Linked DNA regions of Mus musculus: region 2 is linked to region 1. The links are chromatin contacts, called in public promoter capture Hi-C maps. All regions are on one chromosome and are shown on one strand. The core of a region is the stretch at or near the end of the contact, and the rest is flanking DNA. Distances in the headings are between cores, read along the strand shown.

What was found. Promoter capture Hi-C pulls out the DNA fragments that hold promoters and counts their contacts.
Region 2: a contact with region 1 is called in a promoter capture Hi-C map of embryonic stem cells, with 5 times the contacts expected there. The contact joins the promoter of Atg5 here to the promoter of Crybg1 in region 1. A contact is called at or near these places in 3 of 39 promoter capture datasets (embryonic stem cells, liver and stem cell-derived epiblast-like cells), 1 of 115 datasets of contacts at active chromatin or transcription factors (embryonic stem cells) and 1 of 9 other capture datasets (adipose tissue).

What each region holds. Positions count from the first base shown.
Region 1 is chr10:44,144,913-44,152,738 of GRCm38.p6, reverse strand. It overlaps Crybg1 (crystallin beta-gamma domain containing 1), which reads left to right and starts at 3,911. Exons shown (of 22, transcript NM_001368305.1): 1 at 3,911-4,146. The coding sequence starts at 3,980.
Region 2 is chr10:44,265,095-44,272,920 of GRCm38.p6, reverse strand. Atg5 (autophagy related 5) reads right to left here and starts at 4,582. Exons shown (of 8, transcript NM_053069.6): 1 at 4,337-4,582. Gm40637 (a long non-coding RNA gene) reads left to right here and starts at 4,719. Exons shown (of 2, transcript XR_871625.2): 1 at 4,719-4,808; 2 at 4,960-5,179.

The DNA of each region.
Region 1 (7,826 bases), core at 2,662-5,161:
GTATTGCTATGAATTTGAGGCCAGCCTGGTCTATCTAGCGATCCCAAGCCAACCTGAACTGTAGGGCAAGATTATCTCTAAACAAACGTGCAGATGAGAGATTCTTAGAGAAGCAGTGACCTACATTCCGGTGTTCAAGTTCTGCCTACGTTATATTTGCTGATGAGGAAGCTTTCCTGCCCAATTTAAGGATCAAGGAAGAAAAGGTTTATTTGTGGGGTGTGTGGAGAATTATGGGCATTTCTATAGACTGTCAGATTAAAATGAAATTCAAACAAGATTTGATAGAGAAAAAAGAACCAGTGTTGGTTGAAGGGGCCTTGCCTCTGAGATAGGTCAGATATCTGGGCAGAGGGAAGAGTCAACCATATACCTTCTCACATGCTGTTCTGACCTATGACCTCCAGATTCATTTTTTCAATGAATTCCTAAATTAAATCTACCTACGGAGTCTCCAGGCTTCAATATGTTCAAAACCAAGCTTGCTTTCATATGCAAAGACTAGTCTTTCTCCAGTATTTCTGTTTTAGGCTAATGCTGTCTATGTGCCTAGGCTGGAAGACTCACTCCTTAGTAACCCTTTCTTATCTCTCCCTCCTCACTCACTTACAGGTCCTGGATTCCATCTCATAAAGTTTTGTTCCACCAAGGGAATTCTGTGTGTGTGTGTGTGTGTGTGTGTGTGTGTGTGAGAGAGAGAGAGAGAGAGAGAGAGAGAGAGAGAGAGAGAGAGAGTAGCTCTTAGGCATCATTTCCTTCCTTCTACACTGAGTCCTGAGAGTATACTCAGGTCACCAGGTGTGTATAACAAGATACTTTACTTGCTGAGCCATTTTGCCAACTTTGTTCCTTCTTTAAAAACATGTGTGTGTGTGTGTGTGTGTGTGTGTGTATACACACATGTGTGTGAGGGTATGCTTATGGAAGCAGAGTTTTTGAAACAGGGTCTCTGAGTGGAGCAAACACATCCCTGACCCATTCTCAAGTCCCCATTTCCTTTTCTTTATGGGCCCCATCTTCTGACTTTCTGCAGAATACTCTAAGGTGGCCTTAGTCGACTCAACTTAGATTTTCTTCCAACTCTGAGCCGTTCAGGGAAGCCTTCTTTGTAAGAACCAAGCTTGTTCACATCACGTCTCTGCCTAAGAATATAACTAGGTCCTGTGCTATTTGTCTTTCCGCCAGTCTGACACAGACCTAATACAATCAGCTTACAGAGAGGTGGGGCTTGTTCTGGTCCACTCCATTGAAGTCATGGTGTATGTTCAGTTGGCCCCCTGCTCTTGGGGCTGGTGCTAGGCCGCCCAGGGTGATGGCAGAGGAAGACCACTCGGCTCATGCTATAAAACAAAAGAGAAAGACAGAGCAGGGCCTAGGATTCTCTCCTTCGTGGATGCGCCTATGATGGCCGGGAGACCTCCTAACACTTAATGGGCCCATCAGTTTCAAATTGCACCATAATAGACTCTGAACCTTCACTATACTGAACCTTCACTATATGGTTGGGGGAATACGTAAGATCCAAACTACAGTTCTATTGCCTGTGGAGCCAAGGCTGGGTGCTGCAGGAGCCTGATTTACAATGAGCTCTCCGTCCAGCTCTGCCTGACTGACCCATCTCGTGCCCTTTTCTACAGCTTCCCTATCAACAACACATGGCCTTTTGCAATCCTTGCCTTTGGCCAATCTTGTTTATTCTCTTCCTTGGATATACACCCTCTCTTCTCTCTCTGGTAAATTCTTATTCATTATTCATCAGTGACAAACTCACAAACTGGTCACCTCCCTGTTGATGAGCCACCAAGACACAGTCACTTTGGAATTCCTATACCTGGTTGCCCTTTGCTCTAGAAGTGGCCATTGTTCACACACTGACCATACCACATGGCTTCTTTGAATACCTTCTCTGTTCACCAATTTTTTTTTTTTTGAGCCACCATGTCATTAATGGGGATTTCGATCAAGCCCTCTGGAAAAGCAGCCAGTTCTCTTAACCACTGAGCCATCTTTCCAGCCTGCCAAATTTTAACCACATGGATTCCTTTTCTCTGAGGTGGAACCTGGAAAGCCAACATTTTCCTTGTAGTTAGCAAGCAGCTAAAGGACTCAGATTCAAATTAGGTGTAAAATAGATTTAAAAACTGGAATTTGGGGACTGGATAATGGCAAGATGGCTCAGCGGTTAAGAGCAGTCCACTGCTCTTCCAGAGGTCCTGGGTTCAATTCCCAGCAACCACATGGTGGCTCACAACCATCTGTAATGGGATTTGAGTCCCTCTTCCTTCATGCAGGTGTACATGCAGATAGAACAAACGCACACACATAAATACACAAACATAATATATATGTGTGTGTGTATGTGTGTGTGTGTACAGATCTTTTAAAATTTGGAATTTTTTAAACACTTTTGAAGAAACATGAAAATGCTACAAAACCATTTGTTACCTTGTCCCTGCAGGATTCACCAGTGCTGAGCATATATGCACATCCTCTTACTGAGTTTGAACCCCTGTGTGTGTCTCCAATAGAAATGAATGCTTATGTCTGAGGACCACACCAGCTTTACTTATAATAACTCCAACATGAAAACAATCTATATGTCCACCCACAGTTGACTATGGGATAGTCATACCATGCAATAGGAGTACACATTTTTTAATGGCCAGAAGCAAGAATATAAATAATTTTCACACACTAATACCGAGTGGAGGTATTTTCTTTCCTTTTGTTGTTGTTTTGTTTCATTTTTGTTATGTTTTTTGGTTTGTTTTGGTTTTGGTTTATTGAGACAAGGTTTCTCTGTGTAGCTCTGGCTGTCCAGGAACTCACTCTGTAGACCACCAGGGTGGCCTGAAACTTACAGAGATCTGTCTGCCTCTGCCTCTCAAGTGCTGGAATAACAGGCATGTGTTCCTGGGCCCACCATGATTTGTATGCTTTAACCACAATGTAGTCTATATCTTGTAACAAACGTAAAGAAAATAATGGAATAATAATGCATGTTCTCTGGATGAGTAAGTGAAGGATTGAAATCATGAGCTGCATCTGCAAAGAAGCGAAGAAGAAGGCTTTGCAGCGTGGTGGCATTCCGTTTTAGAGCAGTGGTCTTAAGCCTCTTCGTATGTTAATGATGTCCAAAGGATTGTTACTGAACTTCCTTCGCTTAATACCACTGCCTTTGCATATTAGTGCTGCTTAAGTAAAGAAAGTTACTAGCAGTAAAAGATGTGACGCATACCTTATGGGTCTGACGTTCAATTCACTGTGAGGCGTATATTGAGCCCTTTCAGAACTGCAAAGCTTCGCTAATGTCCTTCTCCGTGTGGTTTTTAATCCCTTGATGCTTTACGGGATGCGAATCCAAACTAATTCTTCAGACTCTTGAGGAGAGTGGAGAAGTTGGCACTCCCGTGCTTACAAACAGCATCACAAACCGCCCAGCACGTGATTGCCCAAACCACCCAGAGTGAAGGAGTCCTAATTGCTGGGCGGCCTGGACAGGGGACGTGCCTCTCCCATCCTTCTCCAGATGGGGTTGGCTAAGCAGCCACTCACCCAGCCAGCCGGATTGCCAAGAGCTGCCAAGGAACTCCAGTGGGTGACCCACTGCAGCTGCACCCCTGCTATTACAGAAACCGGACCAGGCTCCGGTTGGGGGGGGGCAGTTCCCGACATGTCCGGTAGGGGGCGGCGCTGCGCCGCATCCGGGGGCGAGGGGCGGGATTGTGGTACCCGAGGCTCCCGAGACCTCTGCACCTGGCCGCGCGGGGGCACTGTGGAGCGACCCAGCCAGCTCCCGCCTCCCAGCCTTGCTTAGTCGCTGTCCTTTAACCCTCCACTGTCCCTCGCAGGGGCAAGGGGGCGGGGTCCGGCGCCGAGCGTGATAGGGCAGGCAAGCGAGCGCCCAGGTGAGTTCTTCCAGCACCGCTGGGCCCCGGGGAGGACTGAGTCTGAGCCCGCAGAAGAGGCACAAGAGGAGATGCCGTTGTCGCCACCATCGCAGGGCGACCCCAGGGAGGCCAGCCCGTCCAAGGCCCCCAAGAAACACCCCACCTTCCATATCTGGCGCTCCAAGAAGAAGCAGTCTCCATCGTCCAGCTGTGGGGTGTTTATCCCTCACCCGCCCGGGGCTTTCGGGGAGACCAGGTAAGCGCTGAGTGTTCCGATCCCCTCCTGCTCCGTGGCTCAGCCGGTTTTGCAAAGTTCGTCCCGCCCCGAAACTATACCACAGGGTCCAGGACCCTCAGCCTGTACTCTAGAGTCTCATTCATGGGACCTTAGTTTTGACTTTCTTAAGTCTGCACCTGCAGCTGAGAAAAGCAGGGCAGCCAAGGGTTGGAATCAAAAATGAATGCCTTTAGGAATGCCTTGGAGCTCTGGAAATACTCTAATTTTAGCGCCTTAATCGTAAAGTACCTCATGTTCATGGATATTAGTCTCCACTATTCTCACAGATCCAGAGGAGGAGGAAGTAGAGGGGCTAGCTGACTCTATTAAATGGATAGAGAAAAGGTGGCCTTGGGGTAAATGTCCCCCAGAGACTCAGTGAGTAGCCAAACCAGGGAGTACCTCGTTCTTAAAATATAAGGATTGCGACTGTACCTTAGTGACAGGGTGCTGGCCCAGCTTGTGACAGTCCCAAGGTTCACGTCTCAACACCAAAAGGAAAAAAACTTGGCTCCTGTTTTAAATTATACATAGATTGTGTGTGTGTGTGTGTGTGTGTGTGTGTTGGTTTTATTGTGCATGTGTAACTTTCAGTTATCCTATCAGAATTGATGGTTAGTTTCCTGTCTATCAAAATGTAATAACACACGACTCTTGGTATTTTATTCAAGAGAAAACAAACTGATACCAAAGTGACAAGTAGATTTTCCTTCTCGAACCTTTCTGTGTTTTAGGCCATCAGGAAACACTTCATTCTGTCCTTCAGAACTCCGAGGAACTCTGTGTTAACAAAAGCTCTGGAAACAAATGTACTTGCCAGCCCTTGGGATATTTTTCTAGTCTGGGCATCTTTACAAGCATTTCACTCCACCTGGGAGGAAGTTCTAGAAGTTCAAAGCAGACGGCCAGATGATCAGTGCAGCTTCCACTGCGCCCAGGTCCTAGCACAGACTTTATTGTTGTTGTTTTCATTATCACTTAGAGTCCCAGGTTTAGCCCAGACCCAACGGAACCTTCACCCTCATTCCACAGCCTTCCGGGCACTGGGAATTCAGGCTGTGTTGCCATCACAGCTTCCTTCCCCATCCCTCATCATCTCTAGAACATTCTTAATACCGAATATGCTATAAGTGCTGTATACGTGGTGGTGAAATATCTTACTTAGGAAATAATGTCAAGGAAAAATAGTTGTATAGACAATACAGATACAGTATTTTTCACTAGTATTTTCTCTCTATTTTTAAATTTAGTATTTACTTTTAATGGTGTGTGTGTGTGTCTGTCTGTGTGTGTGTGTGTGTGTGTGCACGTGCGCATTGCACAGACACCCTAGGACATCAGGTCCTTTGGAACTGCTGTTACAGGCTGTTCTAAGCTGCCAGATTCAGAGGTTCAGCATAAAGAATGTGGGTTCTCTACATCCTTTACCACTGAGCAATCTCTTCCCTCTCTGGTATTTTCAATGTTTGCTTGAGATGTGGAAGTTGATGGTATGAGAAAACAAAATAAAACCTCTCTACTGCCCACCCCCCTATCAGGGTTTGGTATCGTCCACAGTTTCAGGTGTCCAGTGGGCTGTCTTGAAATTATCTTCCCTCGTCTCAGGATAAAGGAGACTACTATGTTACTTGTCTCAAACATGAGTTTAAAACTCGTATAAAAGCAAAGCTATAGAGGGAGAAATGGGAAGTAGGGTAGGATGGGGAAGTGCCTCTTTTGCTAGAAGAGCTGACCATTGCTAAGATACCTTACGGCTCCAGATTTTCTGTATCCTGTGAATGAACATCTGCGGCTTTAGAGTGACCATCCTTAAAGCCCGTTGTTTCTTTCCATACACTAGGCTGAATATGGCTGCCTCTCTTCCTGCAATTCACTCATAAAATCTTTCCACCTTGACCTTGGCAAGCATGCTAATCTTGTGTTATTTTCATAGAAATACTTACTGCATAATGGGGTCAAAGCATGACCAGTGTCACACATTATCACCTTCATCATAGGCCAGCAGTGTGCCCTGAGGGTTGTGGTAGCTGTGGCCAGAGTAGCCTAAGCAGACCTTAGCGAATACAGACATTTGTCCATATTAATTGATGTTCTGTTTTGCAAAGAGTTTATTCAGGGCCTTGATTCTCTAAGTTTGAATTCCTGTGTAAGTGTGACACTCAGTTATGTCATCCTGGCAAGTTACTAACCATTTTGTGTCATAATATCCTCACTCAGAAAAAGGAAATAACAAGTGGTTGTTCAATTAAATAGATGAATGTATCCCAAGGGCCTAGAAACACTGACTCTTCTTTACATTTTAAATTTTCTTTTCCATTTTATTTTCTTTTAAAGAAAAAAAAATTTTTTTTAAAGCTGGGTGTGGTGGCATGTGTCTTTAATCCCAGAACTTGGGAGGCAGAGGCAGACAGATCTCTGTGTGGCTGAGGCCAGCCTGGTCTACAGAGAGAGAGAGTTACAGGTCAGCAAGGGTTACAGAATCAGACCCTGTTACAAACTAAACCAAACCCGAACCTTTTTTTTTTTTTTTTACATTTAGAGAGTGTGTGTGGAGTGTGTGTGTGTGTGTGTGTGTGTGTGTGTAATAAAACAAAAAACTAATAAAATTAGAAGAAATTGGTGTTAGGGCTCATCGATAAAGGTCTTAGCTCGCATGCCTAAAACCCAAGTTGCATCTCTAGTGCTGCCTCTCTCCTTGGCCCCCTCCTCCTGAAAGAGCTGCTAGCTTAAAGCTGGATACAGTGAATTGACATGGCTGTCCTGGAGCTTAGTGAATATCAAACAGAATGAATCCGAACAATATAGAAGCTAGTGGTAACATTTCTTGGAGACAGCCAAACTCAGATGGTAGATGGGTCTTGTCATGCTCTAAAACTCTACAGACCTCGCATCGGCTGGGGCACAAGAAGAGAGACTCCTAGGGACAGTGCCTGTCTTAGTAGGGTCCCTATTGCTGTGATAAAGTGCCATGACCAAAAGCCACTTGGGGAGGGAAGGGTTTACTTCAGCCTAGTTCCATATCATAGACCATCACCGAGGGAAATCCGGTAGAAACCTGGAGGCAGGAGCTGATGCCAGACCATGGGAGGACGCTCCGTACTTGGTTGGCTTGCTCATCCTGCGCTCTTATAGCTCTCAGTATCAGCAGTATCACCGTCAGTCTCCATCCTTTACCTGTAAACTGGAAATAACCCTGTTTCCCTGGGAGACCTGGGTAGTGTAGATAGAAAAGCCCCGTGTCATAGTCAGGGTTTCATCACTGTGAAGAGACACCATGATCACGGCTGATCTTACAAAGGAAAACGTTTAATTGGGGCTGGCTTGCAGGTTCAGAGGTTCGTCCCGTTGTAGTCAAGGTGGCAAGCACAGAGGAGTACAGGCTGACATGGTGTATGGAGAAGGAGTTGAGAGTTCTACATCTGGATGGACAGGCAGCAGGAAGAGAGAGGGAGAAAGCCAGTGGGCCTGGCTTGAACTTCTAAACCCTCAAAGCTGTGAAACACTCAAATCTGTGAAACTCTTCCTCCAACAAGGCCACCACATCTCCAGGAACACCGCTTCCTGTTAGTCTGTGGGGGGCCATTTTCATTCAAACCATCACACCTTGGCAGGGAAAGGTGGTTACAGGGGTAGGGGGATGGTGATGAGAGCCGCCGCTG
Region 2 (7,826 bases), core at 3,333-5,832, 120 kb before region 1:
GTGCCTGCCTAGTATTGCTGAGCATGCAATGGAGTAAGCAGGAAAGGACCATTCCTCCACAGCCTCTCCTCCAAGGTTCCTGACCCCAGGTTCCTGCCCTGACTTCCCTTCAAGATGGACTGTGATTTCAGGGCACAGAGCGGAAATAAACCCTGTTCTCCCCAAGTTGCTTTTTATCGCAGCAGTAGGATAATACTAAAGATACCACACAAATGAGTAAGACAACAGCCTGGGCTACATGGCAAGACCCTATTTTTAAAAAGACTCAAAAAACCCAAGTAGTTCCTAACTGTGCCTGGTATTGTATCACAAAGTGACAACCATAAAGCTGAAAACACCAGTGATGAGCCACATTCAGGACTGTATATATCCAAAGGTGAGCACACAGAAGCAACACGCATCAACATGTTTGTAACTTTTGCCTGGGAATATTAGTCGAGAGTTAATGCTGTAAAGGCTTCAGTGTCATGTGTGACCCCTGCCCAGACACTTCACTAAGCCCCAATCTCCTTTCCTACAGAATTAAATTACTTCTCAAATCACAAGGTTGTTCCAGTGGGGAAAACCTACAAGGAATGCACAGTAAGAGACATGCTGCAAATGCTAGGAAATGCAAGCAATTCCCTTACTGTCAAACCTGTGGAAGCTCATGGACAAAGCAGTAAGGATATCAACTCGAGCCGCCCTAGAGAACCTATGAGGTTTGAGAGAGATGAAACGGGACAAGGCTCCCAGAGCTGTGCATGGAGGGCAAGCCTGGAGGTAAAGAGATTAAACAGAAGGCAATTTAGCAACTGAGGCAAACCAACTTGAGTACCGGGCCCAAAACATAGTAGGCTGGCAACCTTCCCAAGGTATATGGGAAGCTGTCCAGAAATGCACAGTGCCTAGTCTCTCCTTAAATTTGCAAATAGCTTCAAATATGGGTCTTTGGTAATGTCTAGTACCTCTACATTCCTCCAGTCCACCCATTCCCCCACTTTCCTGTGTCACTTACCCAAACCTTCCCATAAAGTTTCCAAATCTCCTTCCCTTTCTTTCTGTTTGTCTCATGACCCTATTTCTAGTTCCTCTTAAATCTATTGCTTCAGTCAATCTTAGCAAGGGGATTTACTGACTGGTTCCACTCTGGGGTAGGGAGAAAGAGAAGAGGATTTTACGTTCCCTCTGTATTTTGTGTGCCTCCCTCCCACCTAAAGGAAACATGGCCACAGGGCATCTTTCAAACAACTTTAAATACCAAATATACTTGCTCCAACTTCCATTTTCACCTTCAGCTTGGACTCCTGACTTGTCTGACAAGTGTTTTCCTGCACAATGGACCTGTCATTTGGAAGTTTAACACCTGCACAACTGATGCTGACCTCAGGTCTTCCTCTCTCCCACTGCCACATCCTCCTCCACTATAGAAGCAGAAACCCCATTAGTCTGTTGTTCTGCCCATACATCTTACAATCATCCCTAACCATTCTTCCATACCTGACTACTCCAGTTTAGCAGCAACCACACCAGACTCAAGCCACTCTGACCACTTCTGCAGCCAACACGGCAATCAGTGTAAAACTCAGCTTAGCTCAATTTGCTCCTGACTCAAACTTATCTCATTAAAAATAAAAATTAGAAGCCAGGCACCTGGGAGGCAGAGACAAGTAGATCCCTGTAATGAGCACAGGAAAAAAGGAAGGAAGGAAGGAAGGAAGGAAGGAAGGAAGGAAGGAAGGAAGGAAGAAAGGAAGAAAGGGAGGGAGGGAGGGAGGGAGGGAGGGAGGGAGAGAGAGAGAGAGAGAGAGGAAAAAAAGCCTTTTAGACATTACACCAAGAACTCAGTTACATCTCTTACTCAAGATAACCAGACACAGTCCTAGAACCCCAGGATGCCCATAAGATGGTATATAAGCAGAGACCAAGAGCAATGCTCTGCTCTGTAATTCTGGAGAGATGCCACTGTGATCTGTTTGGTGGCTGTAGAGTCTCCCCAAGGATGCTGACTGTTCAATCAGAAACTTCTGTTAGAGACTGGACCTGACTTTCAGCTAAGATAGGTGGAACAGGTGAGCAGCTTTGGTGAAGATAGGCTTAGGACCATAGTTAGGAATTTAAATGTGAACCTTGTGTAATGACCCTCAGCGTAATAAAATATAACTTTTGTATACTATGTAATAAAATATAACTTTTGTATACTATGTAATAAAATATAACTTTTGTATACTATGTGTATCTACCTTCTTGCTTGGGACAATCTCTGTGAGTTCAAGGCTAGCCTGGTCAACAAGGCAAGGTCCATGACATCCAGGGCTGTTACACTGAGAAACCTTGTTTCGAGAAACCAATTTGAAAAAAAACAGTAAAAGAGACAGTTAAAAGTAGAGCCAGGTGGTGGTGGTATAGGCTTTTAATCTCAGCTCTGGGAGGCAGAGGCAAGTGGATCTCTGAGTTCAATGCCAGCCTGGTCTATAGAGCAAGTTCCAGAACAGTCAGGAATACACAAAGAAATCCTGTACAGAGACAGAGAGACAAAGAGACGAAGGAGTGAGTTGGGGAGGAAAGAAAAGGAAGGGTGGAAGGAAGGAATCTGAACTTTTAATCCCAGCCCTCAGAAGGCAGAGGCAAGCAGATAGCTATGAGTTCAAGTCCAGCCTGATACAAGGCCACAGAATGAGACCCTGTCTCAAAAAAAAAAAAAAAGTAAAAGTAAAAAATAGATGGTTCAGCAGTAAAGAATTCCGGCTGCACTTGCAGAGCACATGGGTTTGACTCTCAGTCCCACATGGTGGTTCACATCCTTCAGTACCTCTAGTTCTAGCAGACTCCTTGATGGGCACTAGGCATAAATATGATGGGCATATGGATATGCAGGCAAAACCTGGTCACTTTATGATTAAAATGGAAAAAAAAAATAAGTCTTTACAAAGTCCCACAATGACCTTGTCTCATCTCTAAGCACTCCTATTTGCCCCTGGAATTGGCTAGTATGCTCCAATGGCCTTTCCATGTAGCTTAGCCTCACTCACATACCTTTTCTGTGAACAGCACTAGATCTCCCATGCACACCACCACCCCTACCCATTCCATTTCATTGGCTTATCCTTTTTCTAGAACTTTCTATCACCTGGAAAATACTTTTTTCCCCTTGGGACAGGTGCTCACTGTGTCACTCTGATTAGTCTAAAACTCACTATGCAGACCGGGATTAAAGCTGTGTGTGTGTGTTTGTGTGTTCTTTTCGGAGACAAGAGTCTTGCTCTGTAGTACAGGCTGGCCTCCAACCCAAAGCAACCTTCCTTCCTCAGCTTCTCTAGCACAAGGATTAGAAACGTGGGCAATCACAGTTGGGGTTTGTTTTGTTTTCGGGTTATAGTTTGGTTTTGTGCTGCTCAAGATCCAATGCAGGGCCAAAAAATGCTAGGTTGTTTTTGGGCTTTGGAGGATGTTGTCTGTGTGTTGCAAAGAGTACCATGCCCTCTAGGATTGCAGCAAACTCACTAAATAGCCAAGGCTGGCCTTAAACTCCTGATTTTCCTGCCTTCACCCCACCTCCACTGCTGGAATTAAAGGTACAGGCCACAAAACTGGGCTCAAAGTACAATTAAACTTAGTGTAACATTCTCACCTGCCAAGACAACTACCATAAAGCCAATGTTCTTGTTCTCAAATTTCAATTCAAACAATAATTTTAATGAAGTCAGAATATTTGCATCTGACTCAAATACTCGGTATCAAGGACCCAAGATACTTATCAGGTGAATTCTAGAAGGCTTTAGATAGTCAACTGCTCCTGGGGTTCTGACTAGTGAAGACTTGCTATGCTTTCTCAGTGAAAACAATGCTACATGCTTTGGGAGAAAAACCTACATGCCACCCAGATTCTTAGGTTCCTCAAGTTTATATTCTTTGAGAGCAATTTCAACAAAGTAACTAAATAAACGAAAGTGTTCTACTAACAGAAAAATGCATTTGTTAGTATTAAGTACTAAAATTAAACTGAGACTCAAAGAACTGCATCGAAGAGAAACAGTCTGCGTTTAGATAGAATCAAAAAGCACCGAAACAATTACGATTTAAATAAAATGCAAGTCCTTAACTTGAGCTCCAGACTCGATGCTACATTTCCTACCTTAGTAAGGAACTGACATACTAACTACCCAAAGGGACAGCTAGACTGCCCAAGGGCTCCCGGGCCGGTGTCTCGCCAACCCCACCTCCGCCCAGCGGCACCGCCTCCCCCGCCATCCCTCCGGGTGCGCTCTTTACACGGGCCGCTCGCCCGCAGCCCCTGCCCCTGCCCGGTCCCACTCCCGCCCCACACTTCCACGCCCGGGACACACATGAGCCCTACCCGAGGTGCCGGCTCTGCTCCGGCTTCCCGCAGCGCGAAAGCCGCTCGGTCGGGTTCTGTCTGCCGGGATCACACTGTCCTGCAGAGGCGCAGGAGCAGAAGTCCCAGTGCGCGCGCAGCCGCACAGTGCTGCCGCCCGGGTCAGAAAACAGCCCGACGGGCACTTCCGCCCTCGGAACCAGAGTGAACCGCAGCGCCGGGCGCCCACCGTAGGTCCAGTCACCCTCGGCGCCCGGAGATGACGTCACCAAGACCACGTGGCAAGCGCTCCGCCCTCCGAGCGCGGCCCAACCTGGCAAGACCTGAGTTGCTCCTGAGCGTGCGCAGACACACAGGGAGCGCCTGAACTCGGAACGAGTTTGCCGGTTTTCTTCTTGGATGGACAGAACGCAGTCGTTGGTGTTCCCGGTTGTCAGTGTGACAGTTGTGGAAGAACAGAGAAATAAAGGATCCTGAGACATCGGCTGCCGTGGTAGCAGCATTTTTCTCTTCCTCACAAAACAGTATTGTAAAAACCTTACTTTTAAGGGTGGTTGGGATGGTTTAATTTAGTTGGGTTAGAGTCAGGACAGGGGTATCAAGCTGCAAGTCTGGGACTTAACTAGGTATCTCGTGTTCCTCAGTCTCCCAAGTGCTAGAACTGCAGACGTGAGCCACCACACCCGGCTTTCAAGGTAAACCACATTCATTTGCTCGGTAGAACCTCCCCACTCCTGTAGGACCACAGTAGGCATTAGTGGCTGTATTTAACCCCAGTTGGTAAAAGTACCAAAACCTCCCTCACCTCTAAGAGTACCTTTCCTACTCTTATTGCTTTGAAAATAAAACAAAACGTAAAGAGTACTTGATCTGGGTCTTCACTCACCAAACATTTTAACACCCTCCTCCTCGTCCTCCTCCACCTTCTCTTCCTCCTTCTCTTCTCCCCTCTTACTCTTCTCTTTCCTTCCCCCACCCGGAGAGGATGAGGTGTCCAACTAGATCCTAAGAGATGGTAAATGGAGCCCCGGGAGCTGCAGTTACAGGCAGTTGTGAGGCACCCAGTGCAGGCACTGGAAATGATTTTAGTCTTTTGCGAGATCAGTGAGCACAATTAACTCTTAACTACACTGATCTGTAGGTATTTCTCCAGCCTTTTTTTTTCTTTCCTTTCTTCCTCCTTTTTTGGGTTTGAGACAAGCTCTCGTGCAACGCTGACTGACCTCAAACTCTATGTATAATCATGGATACTCTTTAACCCCCATCCTCCGATCTGACCTTGAATTTACCATCCTTCTGCTTCAATTTCTCTACTGGAATTTCTGCCACGACACTTTGCTCTGTCAGCAGCGGCAGAGCCTGGCTAGAGCCATGAATCTAAATAAAGGCAGTGTTACCTGAAGAAACCCAAGAGGGTCTTGTCAGACTTCTGTTGAGGAGAAGCTGGGTTGGCCTTCATAAGGCTCCACCTAATGTAATTTGGTGCCATTCTCTGGTTATCCTGGGTGTGGACCTTGTACCAGTGTCCACGTCCTGGCCAGTACTTAATAAAACTTGCTCCAAATTTGCCTCAAACTTTGTTGTAGTGATCTTGCTCTTGTCCCATGAGTTTGACACCTTTCTTTTGTGAGGTTCCTTGAGCCTTGGAGGAGATGGTGTCCCTTTTATGGCTGAGCATACAATAGTCATTTATTTTCAGTGCTTAGACCAGGTATGATTTCAGCTAGTAACTGATTACTGAGTTTAATATAGTAGAGATTTCTGCTTTGAGTAGGTGGAGTGTGTTGGAATTCTGTCTAAACTCCACCCCCACAGTTCCTGCCAGCAGCCAGGTATGCTCCTCCTCACAGTTACCTGGCAACAGCTAGATAGGCTTGGCCCAGTATAAAAGGGATTGCTTGACCCCTCCTCTCTCTTACCCTCCTACTCTCTTGCCTCTCTCTTAGGTCTTGCCCCCTTGCTCCCATTCCCCACCCTCACCCCCCATGTAGCCATGGCTGGCCTCTGCTTCTCTCCTCTCTCCTTCTCTCTGTCTCTGCTACCCTTTTAACTCCCCTCCCCATGCCCTAAATAAACTCCGTTCTATGCTATGCCTGTGTGTGGTCTCTGGGGGGGGGGGGGGGGGAGGATGCCATGGCATGGGCCCGCTGAGGTGTCTCCTTCACCCACACCCCGCCAGAACATACCTTAATAGCTCTTTCTCTTTTTGCATCGCGACTCGGATCTAGAAACTCTGCAGGTTTGCATCCCACCCCAGCTACCGCAAGAGATCCACGCTCGTTCGCTAGCCCAGATCTGGTAAACCCCCCATTCCCACTGGTCAGCATGACTATCTACATGGCCCCAGAAAAGATTTCTTGAGCTCAGAACTACCCCTCTTTTGAAGATCCTTTCCCTTGGGTGAGATTTCCCTCTCCTTTTTCTTGAGGCTGAGAATTCCAGGCCAGGTCTGGGAACCCCCCACATGTCTCGCCCTTGGGTCAGTCTGCTATAGCTTAGACTTTCCCCTAACCTCCTCTCATCTGCAGCCTGCTGTTCCAGCTGCTTTGCCTGAAAAGCAAGTTTGGCTCCGCCCCTGCCACAGATCCTGCTTGCTGCCCTCCCCTCTCTCCTTGGCTCTATTCTCCATGTGAGAGGGGTGGATCTGGCTCCAAAATGCTGCCTTCCCGCCTCTTTCTCTCTCTCTGCTTCTCTGCCTGAGACTTGGGTGGATGTGCCACAAGTGTATTGCTAGGATACTTTGGGCCCTTACTCTCCCCTGCCCACATTGGGCCCCAGCAGTGGCGCAGCCACCCAGGGCTGCATGACCTGCGGCCCCTCTGCTTCAGCCACTGCAGGCCGGCTGCTTTCTCCCCGACTCAAGACCCAGTCCCCAGCCTCTGCCATGTGGGTTACAGGCACAGTCAGAGGGGCCCAAACCAACCACTCAGTTCCACATTTTCTGCTACCAGACTGCAGAAGCCCACAAACACACACCGGCATATTGATTGGTAAAGAGTTTTCCGGTTGGCAAGAGGGATCCTAGATGCCCAAATAGTGCCTGGCCAGCCTCTTCTGCCCCGGTTCTTAAGACCGGCCTCCTGGCTTACCTACAAGTTAGGACATAGGACCAAAGGCAATTCATAAACCCTTTTGGCTCATGCAGCTGGCCGGAAATTCCTGGTATCAGGTTGAATTACTTTTGCCTGCGGCCGTGGCCTCTAGATTTTCACTTGACGACCTGAATTTCTAGTTTGACTTTACTGACCGCCACTGACCTTTACTCAGGATGCTGGAACGAAAGGTTCAGTGACCCTCTCATCCCCTGTCATCCAATGGATGCTAAATTGTCCTCAAACATATGTTTTAAGGGATCTTCACACATACTGCTAGCAGTCTGGTAAATGAGAAAAGGCCCAAGCACTTACCTGTCCATGCTGCCTCCATGCTTACTTTATGAAACACGCTTAAACCTGCTGGGACAAACTCGTTTTCTGTCACCAGGATTTTATGCCACTGCTGCCAGCTCTCT